Regions from separate parts of the Mus musculus genome. Here region 2 is linked to region 1. A link is a contact called in public promoter capture Hi-C data. All regions are on one chromosome and are shown on one strand. Each heading gives the region's core, a stretch centred on a gene start, on an enhancer-like site or on the middle of the called end of the contact. The rest is flanking DNA. Distances are from core to core; before and after follow the strand shown.

What was found. Capture Hi-C pulls out chosen DNA fragments and counts their contacts.
Region 2: a promoter capture Hi-C map of adipose tissue shows a contact between it and region 1. The contact joins two enhancer-like sites. A contact is called at or near these places in 5 of 484 Hi-C or Micro-C datasets (the N1E-115 cell line, epidermal suprabasal cells, nephron progenitors and 2 more), 2 of 115 datasets of contacts at active chromatin or transcription factors (both in embryonic stem cells) and 2 of 9 other capture datasets (adipose tissue and pancreatic islet).

What each region holds. Positions count from the first base shown.
Region 1 is chr10:21,615,956-21,622,678 of GRCm38.p6, reverse strand. It overlaps 1700020N01Rik (RIKEN cDNA 1700020N01 gene), which reads right to left. Exons shown (of 3, transcript NR_027968.1): 3 at 304-1,033. Among named protein-coding and RNA genes, the nearest start is that of 1700020N01Rik, 26 kb to the right of the region's middle. RefSeq lists an enhancer at 1-1,978. Within about 2 kb of position 3,393, at least 53 of the 459 cell types and tissues checked have an H3K27ac peak or open chromatin away from gene starts, as enhancers often do. A contact at or near this core is called in adipose tissue, where this site is marked.
Region 2 is chr10:21,740,954-21,747,676 of GRCm38.p6, reverse strand. No RefSeq gene overlaps it. Among named protein-coding and RNA genes, the nearest start is that of Gm5420, 53 kb to the right of the region's middle. Within about 2 kb of position 4,161, at least 13 of the 459 cell types and tissues checked have an H3K27ac peak or open chromatin away from gene starts, as enhancers often do. A contact at or near this core is called in adipose tissue, where this site is marked.

The DNA of each region.
Region 1 (6,723 bases), core at 2,144-4,643:
CACTAAAGCATTCGCAAGTTCAGGATTCTTACAAAGTCAAATGTATCCTTTCTATATAAACCAGCAACCAACTCATAATCTGACCCAGGAGTAATAAAGCTATGCACCCACCACCACTTCTGCTTGAAGCTAGAAATAACCCAACCTTTCTTTATTTAGTGAATGTCACCATATTCACTAATACCAGCACAATGGACTGCTGCTGAGGATGGGAAAGAAAGAATTGCTGATGCACACAATGCTATGGATGCAGTTCCCAGACAGACGCTCTATTGAACTAAAATAAGACAGAGTCCACACATACTTTATAATCTTTATGTTATATTTGGGCCAAGAAAGCTAAGCAGTAGTTGTCAGGGGCTGAATACAAAGGGTCACAAAAGGACATTTGAGCACGGGAACCTCCCCACGTGTGGATCGTAGTGGTGATTCCCCTACAGTAATAAGCACTAACCACAACTCAGACCTGTACGTGCAGACAATGGAGCAGACGGCATACAGATTGCACCTTATTAGGGAAACATTTCAGAGTTAAGGTTTGAGAATCAGATTGTGTTCAAACTGTAGCTCCCCAGCATTTTGGTTATAGGACCACAAGGCACAGAACCATTCCGAGTCTCATTTTCTTGACTTATAAAACAGAGCTAATAACTGTGGAGGCTGCTGGGAAAACATGAAGAAAATAATGCACCTCATTGTTTACCGTAATGCCAGACCATCAGAGAGCTCTATAAATGGACCTTATTGCTACCTTTCTCCCTCACTAAAGAGTTAGGAGACTGTTCAGGGGAAGAGATTTCTAAACAGAGTTGTATGGTTTCTCATTTAAATGGGAAATCAGAGCTTTACTGGAGAGCTTGTGAAGAATACTGGCGCCTTATATAAATGAAGACAGATCTTTCACTTCCTCAGCAGAATTTAATTTCCTCTATGAAGTCTTCTCAATTCCTTCTCTAAATATTGATGGATGGGCCCGAGGTCATATGTTTATCTTTCTGGAGCAAATACGGCCATGATGGATAAACTCGAGTTCCTGGAAAATAGAGAAAAATGTGAGCAAAGAGATAAATAACATGTAGAACCTGCACTCCCGTTCCTACAGTAGCATTTATCCATCTAGACAATGAAGGGCTATTTGCACCCAGTACTAATGGTCCCAGAAGCTAGAGACTCAGTAGTCACCAACAGAGGCAGGAAGATGTCATCCTCAGGGAGCTTGTGTGCCACATTCTGTCAGGGTCACTGAGCCAGCTCTCTGTGCCTCCCTCCCACGAAATTCAAATGGCATCTCTGTCTGCTGATCGTCAGGAAAAATCATGCTCACCGGCCCTGTGATGTATACTTAGAGGCTCTGGCACTGAGTTTTATGTGTACTTCTTTAATAGCTATTGATTGGTTTTGGTAGGAACGAGGGTTGAACCCAAGGCCTTGAATACACAAGGCAAATGTTCTACAGCTAAGCTACATCCCAAGTCTCTAGCTTTTTATTGTGAAATGATTGCTCAGACATTTCAGAGAAGAGACAGATGGTCTAGGGTACCCTTCAGCCAGCTGTCTCTAATTGCAAAATTTTATATAAGTCTCATTTATCAAGGCTAAGAAACAGATCTTAGTACACTATCATTGCCTGGAAGGCAGGCCATATTTAGATTTGAACCCACACTCCTTAATGATTAATCAAAACTCTTCAGCTCCTTAAGCTTTTAGTACCTTCTTAGTTTAAAAAAAAAGTTTTTTTTTTCTCTCTTAAGACTTGAAGATCAAGACCTTTTTATGGCTTGAATGTATTCCCCAAAAGTTCATGAGTGGAAAATTTATGTCAGTGTTACGTTGCTCTGATTCTCTATTTTCTCCTGACAATCAGTGTCTTCCCTAAAGTCACTTGATTTCTAGCCAGACAAGCCTAAGAATGGTCCATGACTTCAAGCTGTCCCGGCAAGCCAGCCCCCAGGTAGATGCTCCTCCTCTTACACTGTTGTGTTACTGTTAAGTCCTAACACTGGGGCACACGTAGCATTGGGTGCCTGCAATCCCGACACTTAGCTAAGGTGGGAGTGTGCTACCCTGGGCTACATAGTGGCACCTAGCCTCAAAAAAAAAGTACAATTTCAACCTTGCATCACACCCAAACTCTGCACTGGTTCTCCATCTAGAATGCTTAGCCCCGACCTTCAGCTGACCCCTGGCATCATTTTACAGCTCCCCCTGCTTGGCAGGCGATCTACCTACCGTGTCTTCTCCCATCGTGCTCTGTAGCAGTACCACACCCTTTCTGTTCTCATCTTTCTATCCACGCTACACAGTCACTGTATCCCCTTAAATAGCCAGGTCAGTGTAAAGGGGATGAAGCTGCTACAAGTAAGGATGGTGGTGTTGGTCTTCCACTATTCATGGCCCTATGCAGTGTCCTCTCTTCACCAGATTTCACAGTCACCACAGTACTCTAGGTATTAACAGGTGACTCTCAAAGTGAGGATATAAAAGAAGTGGAGGCATCTTGCCTTGTCAACTTAGGTTAGGAAGAGGCCATGAGGTCACATAAGCCATTCTGTATGGAGAACTTTATTTTTGGAGGGGCAGGGGGACAGGATCTCAATGTTAAGTTCAGGCTGGCATGAAATTCACTATGTAGACCAGGCTAGCTTCAAACTCACAGACACTTGCCTCACCGACACCTAACGGCTAGGACTCAAGGCATGCACCACCCTGACTGGTTTTACACAAGCCACTCCGTGGAGAAGACCACAGAGAGGAATGAGGACCCCTGGCACACACTAGTATACAAGGCAAGTGACAGAACCACCTTGAAAGGGGAACCCAGGAAAATCACTTAAAAAAAAAAAAGATTTATTTTATGTGTATGAATACACTGTACACTGGAGCTGTCTTCAGACACACCAGAAGAGGGCATCAGATCCCATTACAGATGGTTGTGAGCCACCATGTGGTTGCTGGGAATTAAACTCAGGACCTCTGGAAGAGCAGTCAGTGCTCTTAACCACTGAGCCATCTCTCTAGCCCCTGTATCCAAATTTCTAATTGAGATAGCTGTGTTCTGATAGAATTCTCATTTTATGATTGCTGTAATTCTATATGTGTGCACACAAACACAGACACACAGGCACTTACATATACACATATCAGAAACATGGGGAAATCTGGGGTGTGGGGTTCTCAGCACATGGCAACAGAACCTTGAGTTAGTCATCAGAGCTGTTTACAAATACTCCTGTTGCTCCTCTGGACACATCCTAGAAGTCAGCTGCCACACCCCTTTACTTTTAAACCAAAGTGTGGTCACTTGCTTTTGACAATGGCGTAGATGTGAAGAGACAGCGCATGTGCAATGCCTGGCAGTGTTCAAGCTAGCACACACTTCACTAAGTTTCCTTTTGACTCTGGGGCCCTGAGAGGCTGAGCAGAGTTTGCTGCTGATGTGCATGAGGCACGAACACAGGAGAATGAATGCTTGCTGTATAAAGACAATGAACTTAGAAAAAGCATACTGCTATCTAGCTTCTCCTAACAGACACCGCTATAATAATATCCTAGCTAATTAAGAGTACATCTCCTTAGGTTTAGAAGTCCCTGGTATCCTGTAAGGAATACTTGAGAGAGAGAGAGAGAGAGAGAGAGAGAGAGAGAGAGAGAGAGAGAGAGAGAGAGTGATGTCATCTACAGAGTTAAACAAGCATTTCTGATGTCTGTGTCATCCTGGGCATGAATTCCAGTGCTAGGAGAAGCAGCTGGAGATGCCTGCCTTTGTTTTCATTCTCTAAGTGGGAGATCAATAGTTGGCCGAGGACTGCACTTTCATTTTCAGTTTTAAAACTTGGACTAAATTTAGAGTATACTTTGAATCTCTGAGCATCCTCTGGACTACTAAAGGCTACAAACTAGGCAGAATACTACCTAAGTGTGAATGTTCAACATTACTTGAAAGATATAATAAAGTGTATGTTCTCTTGGTGGTGGTAAAATAAAATTATGAAATGTTTACAAGAAATTAACATCATTATATTTCTTCTCTCATCACTATATATTAACTAATAAGTATGTTATGACAGGTCACTATTGTTAATTTCCTATTAACCTAGGTAACTTGTATAGTGTTGACCTAGAAAAAAATGGCAGAATTCTATTTATGTTAAAATGGGTTTTTTTTAAGAGTTTTTGTATAGTATTACATAATTTTATATACCTGTGTGTGTGTGTGTGTGTGTGTGTGTGTGTGTGCGTGCGCACACACACATGTACGCATGTGTTCAAGTAAAGAAAGAAAGGTTAGGGGCTGGTGAGATGGCTCAGTGGGTTAGAGCACCCGATTGCTCTTCCGAAGGTCCAGAGTTCAAATCCCAGCAACCACATGGTGGCTCACAACCATCCGTAACAAGATCTGACTCCCTCTTCTGGAGTGTCTGAAGACAGCTACAGTGTACTTACATATAATAAATAAATAAATCTTTAAAAAAAAAAAAAAGAAAGAAAGGTTAGACAGGGTCTCACTATATAATCTAGGATGGCCTCAAATTCTCTTGCCTAACACATATTGCTGACAGATAAGATTATGATCTTGAGTCACCATGCCTAGCACACATCTTAAATAAAAGCCTTATGAAAACTTCTCAAGTGTTTCAACACTGTACCTGTTGACCTATTGCTACAGAGGGGAATTACAAAGGAAGGCAAACATGCTAAACAACAGAACAGGATACTGTGGGTGTCATCCATATGCCTATATCAGTCTCCTTATCTACATCTTTTTGGAAAACTTGCAAGACCCCTTAGAAACTCTTAGCACTCTGAAGACTCGCTGAGCTAGGCCTTGCTGGTTCAGACTGCTTGGTATAGTTTGCTTTTCTGTTGCTATGATGATGTACTGAGACCAAAAGCAACATGAGAAAGAAGTTTACTTGGCTCACACAGCACATGACAGTCCATCACAGAGTGGAGCCAAGGCAGGAGCTCAAGGCAGGAGCTTGAAGCACAAACCACAGAGCAGTGCAGCTTACTGGCTTGCTCTTCACAGCTTCCTCGTCATGCTTTTTGACACGAACCAAAGCCACCTACCCAGGGATGCCAGAGTCCACGGTGGACTGGACACTCCAACATCAAGAAAATTCTCTACAGACGTGCCACAGGCCAGTTTGATAGAGACAAGTTTTCAATTGAGATTCCTTCTTCCCAGGTGAGTCTAGCTGATGAAGACTTATCAACACACTGCAGTAATACAGTTATAATACAGATACTTGAAGAGAAGATACTCATTTCTCAAAGTTTTGGGGTTGGAAATCCAGGATCATGGTGTTGCCATGGTCAGGTTCTGGTGACTAATTCCTTTCTGACTTTTAAGCAGCTGTCGAAAAACTGTATATACAAATAGTTTTTCTTTGATGGGTATGTGGAGACAGAAAACCTCTTGTCTCTTTAAGCCAACTGATCCAACCATGAAAGCAACATCCTTATGACCTAATTTAAGCCTGAGCACTTCCCAAAGGCTCCATCTCTGCACACCATCACAGAGAGGGGCAAGGCTCAAGCACATGCATTTTGGAAGGGAACACAGACACTCAGCCTCTAAGTACATGATGTATCACAGAGCTCTCTGAGAAAGTTTTACTCAAGGGTGACTTTTGCCAAGGGTACAGCAGCCTGTTCTTAGTTACAGAAAGGAAACATGGCCTTGACATGAGCAGTGAGAGTATTAGGGAAGAGTGAGGGCTGCAGATGTTTGAGGCTAGGGGAGACAGTGTAAACTATTCACCTTAGGGAGTGGGAGGACTTCAGGGATTTAAAGTGGGGCCAGTCAAGCCAATTTTCTCCTGCTCCATTGAAGCCTCTAGGTTAAGACTTCAGACAGGTAGATTTCAATAAGGAGGGCTGTGGCTTCACCACAATAAGTCCACTTTTCAGAGGTTTAATCTCATCTGAGTCAGCAGTCATGCTAGAACACTAGTTACAGAACTGTTAGTGTATGCCCAGAGCCACGCTGTGAGCTCGGTGCTCATTTACTCTCCATCACCCTTGGCAGGGACAGCAGGCCACTTCTGTTACTGCTTTAGAGATTAAGAAACTGAAGCTAAGCTTAACTGCCTTCGCACAAACACGTACATCTACCATCAGAATCATCTGAGAGTTGAACCCATCATCTTCAGCCAGCATTCAATCTAGGGGAAGAGTTGGTAGAATTTGGGCACACTATGCAGCTTATGGGCACCCTCTACAGTCCTAGATAGGCCAAGGGTTACTTTTATTTACAGTAACTAAATAATTAACATTGGTTACCAAATTGGTAGAGTCAAGAACTCGAGGATAACAGATATTCCAGTGTATGTGAGTGCATCAGTCATATGTGCTCTAGTTAAATGGCTGTAACTGCAGGGCAGAATAATCCTGTGACGTGGGGATGACCCACAGTGACCATTATGACTCCACAGTCACGCTGACTTCCTAAAGATTCCATCTTCAAAGATATCTGGAAAACAAGTTTTGGGCTTTGGATGTTAGGGCCCACAGTAAGCAACATAAGTGAAAGGGGAGTTCAGATGCCAGAGTTTCTGAAATATTCCTAACAGAAACAACTGGAAGGCCTTCTCCAGGCATTACCACCAAGCTCTTCCAACCCCAGGCTCTTGGAGGTTTTTGATTTGTTTTTTAATTCTTTTGAGTTTCACCTGTTATAAGTTTTATCCTGTTCTTTTGTGGTTTCAAGAGCCTCCACTA
Region 2 (6,723 bases), core at 2,912-5,411, 120 kb before region 1:
GGAGAGACTTGGTGTGTGTGTGTGTGTGTGTGTGTGTGTGTGTGTGTGTGTGTGTAGGGGAGGGAGAGAGAATGAAAGGAAGGGTACAGGCATGCAGAGAGAGAAGGAAAAAAAGGAGGAGGGGAGGAGGGGAGAGTGCAAAATGTCTGAATTATATAGGGAAGAGCCTCTGGGGAGATTTCAAGGGTGTTCATGAACTCCTAGGTGGGTTGAGAGGTTTTAATTTCTTGATGGGTATAGTAGTTGGGATTAGTTAGGACGCAAAGCCTCCCATGAGACACAACTCAAGAGAAACGGCCCATGTCCTGTCCTTTGCTAGATGCTGTCCAAACAGTCAAAGAGGCAGAATAATGACGTCAATCAGTGCGAGTTGCATGGGTGTGGGAGTGGGGCACAGATGGCTACATTAATGATGAGTCTGTAAGGACACGTCTTCTGTTGTTTGATTTCTCCTTTCAAGACTTTTTAGAAAAAGTTAAGAGTTACCTCGTTCTTATTCAGAGCACTTGACGACATCAAATATAGCTTTATCTCTGCCTTGTTTGTTTGCTGGAGAGGACTCTGGTAATTCAACTCAATGTCTAACACCTCAGCAGGAGAACCTGCTGTGGCAGCTGTTGCGATGTCTTCCCTCATCCTGCTCACGTCTGACATTTGCAAGGCAGGATCTGATTACAGCTAGCAACTTGAAATTAAGGGGACAGGGAAGAAAATACCAGGAGACGTGGAGTGAGCAAGGGGTGAGACAGGCTGCCGTGTGCTCCCATTTCAGTCTCCAAGAAGCAGGCTGGTGATCTGGATCCTGAGCCTCCCGCGGTGGCTTCAGATCTGCTCAGCTCAGCTCAGACTTCACACGGCGTCAACCCAGGGGTTCCTCTGAAGTGCCTAAAATCACAAGAGTACGTGAGTTCATTTACCAGAAGGTCTGAGAAGACAGAATGGGAGGAGCTAAGACATTATAATCTGCCATCGGAGAGCTCCACATACAAGTCACTGATCTATGCCCAGGATTCAACTCCATCAAAGTTTTCTCAAAAACTTAAAATTTGTTTCTACTTAGATGTACTTCTCCATCAGTTTTATGATCCATAACTAAATATTTAGCCATCATTTCTCCAGATAACCTGTGTAAATTTCGAGTTTCCCTTATGAAATCTTTAAGCCCAGGGGAAAAAAAACATAATACTAATCATACAAGAATACAGTAAGTATGTGCACAGATTGTCTTGTAACTCTCAAAGTGCGTTCACATAATACAATCACATTCCTGGGCCCAGCAGGGATGTCCAGCATCCAACCCTCCTCCTTTCTCCTGAAGTTTCTTTGTGCTAGTGATTGGTAAGCTGAGATTTTACATCCTTAGAGGTGATAAAAGTTAAATGAGAAACAGGAGGCTGTCTGTAGACGGAGATCAGACTCCAGGAAGGTTGCCTGCTGGGCCATTGTTCGTCTATCTCACCTTGGATAAGCACAGACAATGGCAGACCTCCCTTTACCGAAATGCATAGACTAATCCACACACCCAACTCCTATGGAGCTACTGTAAGGATCTAATCAGACAATAGGTGAGAAAATCTTGTCCAGCTGCCAAATGCAAAATAAATATTTTTAATATTTTTTTCTGCACTTCATCTTCTTTAACATTTCTGACCTTAACTTCAACAGAAGACTCCATCTACCAAAGAGTAGAAAAGACAGGTTTTTTGTTTTTTTTGTTTTTTTTTTATTCCTTAGAGCTTGCCCTAGTGGTCTCCTTTATCATCATCAAAACACAGAGGTTTGCATCTGGGAGCTATATACTTAAGTCTCAGTGGACTGGCAGCTGAGGTCAAGAGAAAACCAATATCCTATATGATCTTCACAAATATGGTTTTACTCTAATTTTATTTAATCGAATTAATTGATTGAATTTAATTAAGGGGGGGTTGAATCTAGAGTCTCATGAACGTCGGGTGAACACTCAACCACCGAGCTATATCACCAAACAATGTTTGGTATTTTTTGATAGCCAAGTCTGCGGGCAACCTACATCTAAACCACATTTGTACATTTCTGACTTCCACATCACAGTTTTTACCACTGAATCTGAAGCTCCGGGGTTGGTCCCAGAAGGCTGCTCTTTGTACAGAGCACACGGGCTAATACAGATATGCCACTAATGCAGGGACCCAGAAGTTCGTGATTGTAAGCAGGCATGTGTTCCTCATTTCCTCCCAGCAATGACAAGACTTCTCCATCAATCGCCTGCTAGAAGCAGGCATGAGGACTTATGTGAAATAAAGCAGCTGGTATGTAACATCTGCCTTTTCATGTTCGAAAGCACTTTGAAGTAATATTTTCTCCATACTCTTTAGTTGGATGGAACATTCATTCACAGAGGGGTTTCAGAAAATGCATTCCATCCCAGAGTTGTTCTGGTCTCTGCTGAAGAAATAAATCTTCTAAGCTGTGAAACTGATTGCCAACCATCACCCTTTAAAACAGAAGGAGGTTTCAACTCATTTTAAGTAATTCTACTAAAATCTCAAGGTATTAGCTAGTGGTCTGTATTATCTGCTGAAAGAAGAGATAAACATTTTGCCTCTGGTATCCAAAGAGTATAGAATAACATAATATATTTTCAGAAGCTATAGCATGTTCTTGGTCGGTTTCCTAGGGATACAGAATCGAAATGGACTAAGTTGACATCCATCTGTGGTACTAAGTAACCTTGGCTCTGGTCTAGGGCTAGAGGAGCTGGGAACAAACAGAGCATTGCATTCAGTCTGGGGAGGCAGACCATAAGGAAGGAGCTCACTTTGAAATTTCTAACCTATAGACTGACTTATTCCAAGTTGCAAAGAATAATTACCAAGGTTTACTCTAAATATACCATACCGAGTTTCACAATACTTAATCGTGGCCACATATGGGCACTTTCCCATGGCAGTTCCCATCTACAGTTGTAATTGATTTTCCCCAGAGGTACAGTCCTGTCCCAGGGTCATATTTGACCTTATTTCACAGTCGTGCCACCATCTGTAATGATGCTCAGAAAAAGCAGCCAATTGGGAGGTTTGTTTTCTGTTCCCTGTTAAGTGTTCTATCAGGCAGTGAAAGCAGTTTGAACTGGTTGGGGCATTACATCCCTTCTCTGGAGTCGACCCAGGGTTAATGGATACTCAGTTAGCTTGCAAGACTGCAAACTGATACCTGTGTGTACCAGCCAAAATGACATCCTATTTTTTTTTCCTTGTGGTGCTATTCATGTTTAGATTGTAATATAACGCTAGGAGGAAATTCTGCTGCAATACTTTTCATTTGTCTTTGGAAGAGCAGGCGGTTTGTGTATGCTGATGGAGGGGGTCCTTGCTACTTTGTTACTTTGTTGTTTTGAGGAAAATAAGGAGAAAACAGCAGCAAAAATTAAATGGGGGTGATCTGTTTTTAATTTCTATATATTTAATATCTATTTTCCTTTTGTATCTTGACGATATTTCACAGAGAACTCTACCTCCTCCGACCCCCACCCCCACCCCTAAATCCTATCATCAATGAAGAGTACATTACCGCTGGGGTCAGAATTAATTTGGCAGGTGTGTCCTGGGTTTGGTTTAGTTTTTTTCATCTTCTTTTTCCTGCTCATGTAAAATACTTTCTTAAAGAAAGATACTTGCTAAGTTTGAGCTTCACCTAAGCCAGCTAATTACTTACGAACTACGGCCTTGGCAAGAGTTGATAAAAAGAGTACCATCCATGCCGATCAGTGAAGAAATGGGTTCCACTTTGCTCATGCCAATGTTACTCCCTCTGAATAACACTGAACAACTCCCAGGAGCAAAAGTGGTACAAACTGTGTAACAGGCTGTGGAGAGGTGCCTTCTGATTGGATTGGACCAACAATAAAAATAAATAAATCAGGAAAGCAACTCTTCAATTTCCGATGACCTCCAGATGTCAGATTTTAATGCCAGTAAATAACAAGCAACTTGCAAAAGAAACTGTCTTGCAGTAAAGACAGTGACAGCAAAGCCCCTAGTTTCTTGGAAGCTTGTGAGTGCCAGGAGCACAGGACTTGGTTTTGAAATCCGAATCACATATTTGAGACAGCTAGTGTTCCCAACTTGAGCCTCTTGGCAGCTGTGCTAGCTGAGAGTGCACATAGCATTGGCGGATGGGAGCAAACAAGTTTGGGGCTAGCAGCACTCTTCACAGCGGCCAGTCAAGTGGCTGCTTCCAAAGGGTACATGACAGGGCAGTGCCAAGAGAGAGAAGGCACAGGCTGAGAGGGAAGAACCTGGGCCTTTCAGGGAGGTTGCTGTGTTGAGTGGCTTTTCGTTTTTGTTTTTTTAATATACAGGAGTATTTTCACTGAAGTCTTTCAGGGACAGAATGCCAGCAGTAAAGATCAGGTCAACTGGGATACAGGCAAAGGCTTGACAAGCATCTCTGCCTACACCCCATCTCCCCTTGACCTCTCTGCCTTGTATAGCCACTGTCTTTTGAAAGAGACTATATTCACCTGGAAGGGCAACAATGATAGAAACACACAACCCAAGGAGAAACCCAGCTCACAGGACAACTGGGAACACCTCTGCTTTTGTTCTGTCTTTCAAGTTCAAGAAATTCCTAACAGGAAACTATGTTTTGGTTGGGGTTGCCATTCAGGCTTCGTCCAATAAGATCACAGCTTTCATTGGCCACTTAGGTATGAGTTCACAATCTGACAGTGCTTTGTGGCACACACTATTTCAAATAAATGCTTTTGTTCATACGTGTGTGAAGGGGTCAAGAATCAAAGAGTGAGAACAATTTGTGTGCTTTCCCATAGTATAGCTGACCTACCTTCCATGTGTGGACATTTTAAAAAGGCATGGTAGCCTAGTCTGAAATGTTAAGCATGTATTAGACTGGACACATTCTTTATAGTCATCTTTCCAGATCACATAAAGGAATACGCCTCTCGTAAAATTATTTCCCAAGCAACCATATCTGCTTTTAGGAGCTACAAAAGCCTTGCTTGGCTGTCCATGTTCACCATCCAACCTTGTGCTTGGGATGTCTGCGCTCCGCCAGCCAGTTCAAATCAGGAGCAAGATGCACTGGAACCGGGCTCTGTTCTGCCAAGCAGATAATCCCCTAATGTCCAGTCAGCAATTCCATCCTCACATCCACAGTCAGACTGACCTTCCGAGGCAGGAGGTGCTTGAAGTCTGTGCAAAACATAACCACCTCAGAGATTCAGGAGGTCCTGCCTCCGGTATCATCCCTGTCTCCATCACTGACTGTAGTCCCCAGCTTGCTTTTGCAGTGTCAGGCCCGCGTATCTGTGACGCTTCAAAGTGATGTTTCCTTCTTAAAACATTCAGAGTTAGGACAAAATTTGCATAATTCTATTAGAAGGCTTACACCTCAGCTTTGGGCAAAAATATTTGAGAAAATGCGATTTGCCGGGGACGAGCGGTCTTATCTTTTGGTCCAGAAGGTACTTCCCAGAACTAAGCTTGTTAACGTTAGGGCGGCTGGCTAAGTACCAGGGACTGAACACTGCTAGGTGCGAAGGGTTGATTTTATCCTCACTCCGTCTGCCGTGGGTTGAAGCCGAAGATCAGGAAGGATTTTCTGTTTCACCGTGTTGCAGATATGAAAACTGGAGTCGGGTACAGGGGTGGCTGCACAGCTGTGTCTCTGTAGGTTTTTACACAATGTATCGGTTCCTCTCAACCTAGGGCAGTTTATTTTGGTGTCATTACAGAACCCGAGGAGATTGTCCCTAGATGAAATGAATCTGAGGGCTTGTCATCATGTCTATTTTGATCAGATGCCCTGCCTATCTTTCACAGGCCGAAGGCCAGTCTGGCATATGTTTCTTAGATTCAGCTTCTGGGGGGGGGGTACTTAACGAACCAGACACCTTCGGCTGGGTAAATGTTACCAGACCGACTGTAATTAAAATGTCCTCCGTGGGTCACATGAGGCTCTGCTAATCGGTCGGCTGCTCCAGGAGCCAAGAACTTCATGTTCAGATGTTGGAATGCTGGGGGCAAGTGTGAGCCTCTCTGCCTCCCCAAAGAGCACACAGCCTCCAGTCCAGAGCCATCCTGAACCCCAGACTGGCACATGTCCCACCCAGAACCACCCTGACACATGACTTCATTTTTATTCCCTAGTGACCTGAAAGGCCTGAATAAATAAATAAAGGGACAATTTAATTTTTGAAATAACATAGATCTTCTAAGTATTGTAATAGCAGAAAGAGCTTTTCTTCCTACATGATTCAATGAGTATGAAAGTCTGCATGGACTTATTGCATGGTATATGTTTATGCTATTACATGGCATATGTTTATGTTAGTGCATGGTATATGTTTATGTTATTGCATGATATATGCTTATGGTATTACATGGTATATATTTATGGTATTACATGTAATATGTTTATATGTCTATTACTATAGAACTTTTCAGTGGGACTGTTGTCATGGTACCCAGTGGCATTTCCCACAAACAGTCTTTCCTGCCTATTTGTGTACAAAGTTCTTGTTTTTCAAAATATAATATTTATGTGGGCCCTACCTGTATTTCATATCTAACTTAAAGCCTTTTCCAGGTGGCTCTGTGATTTCTCTATCACTAGTGGGCTTACATTGCAGTCCCTTTATGTCTGACAAGTGACCTTTAAGATGCTTTCATCTGTCTTGACAGCAGACTCCAGATTAACCCTAACTAATTTAGACAATTTGCT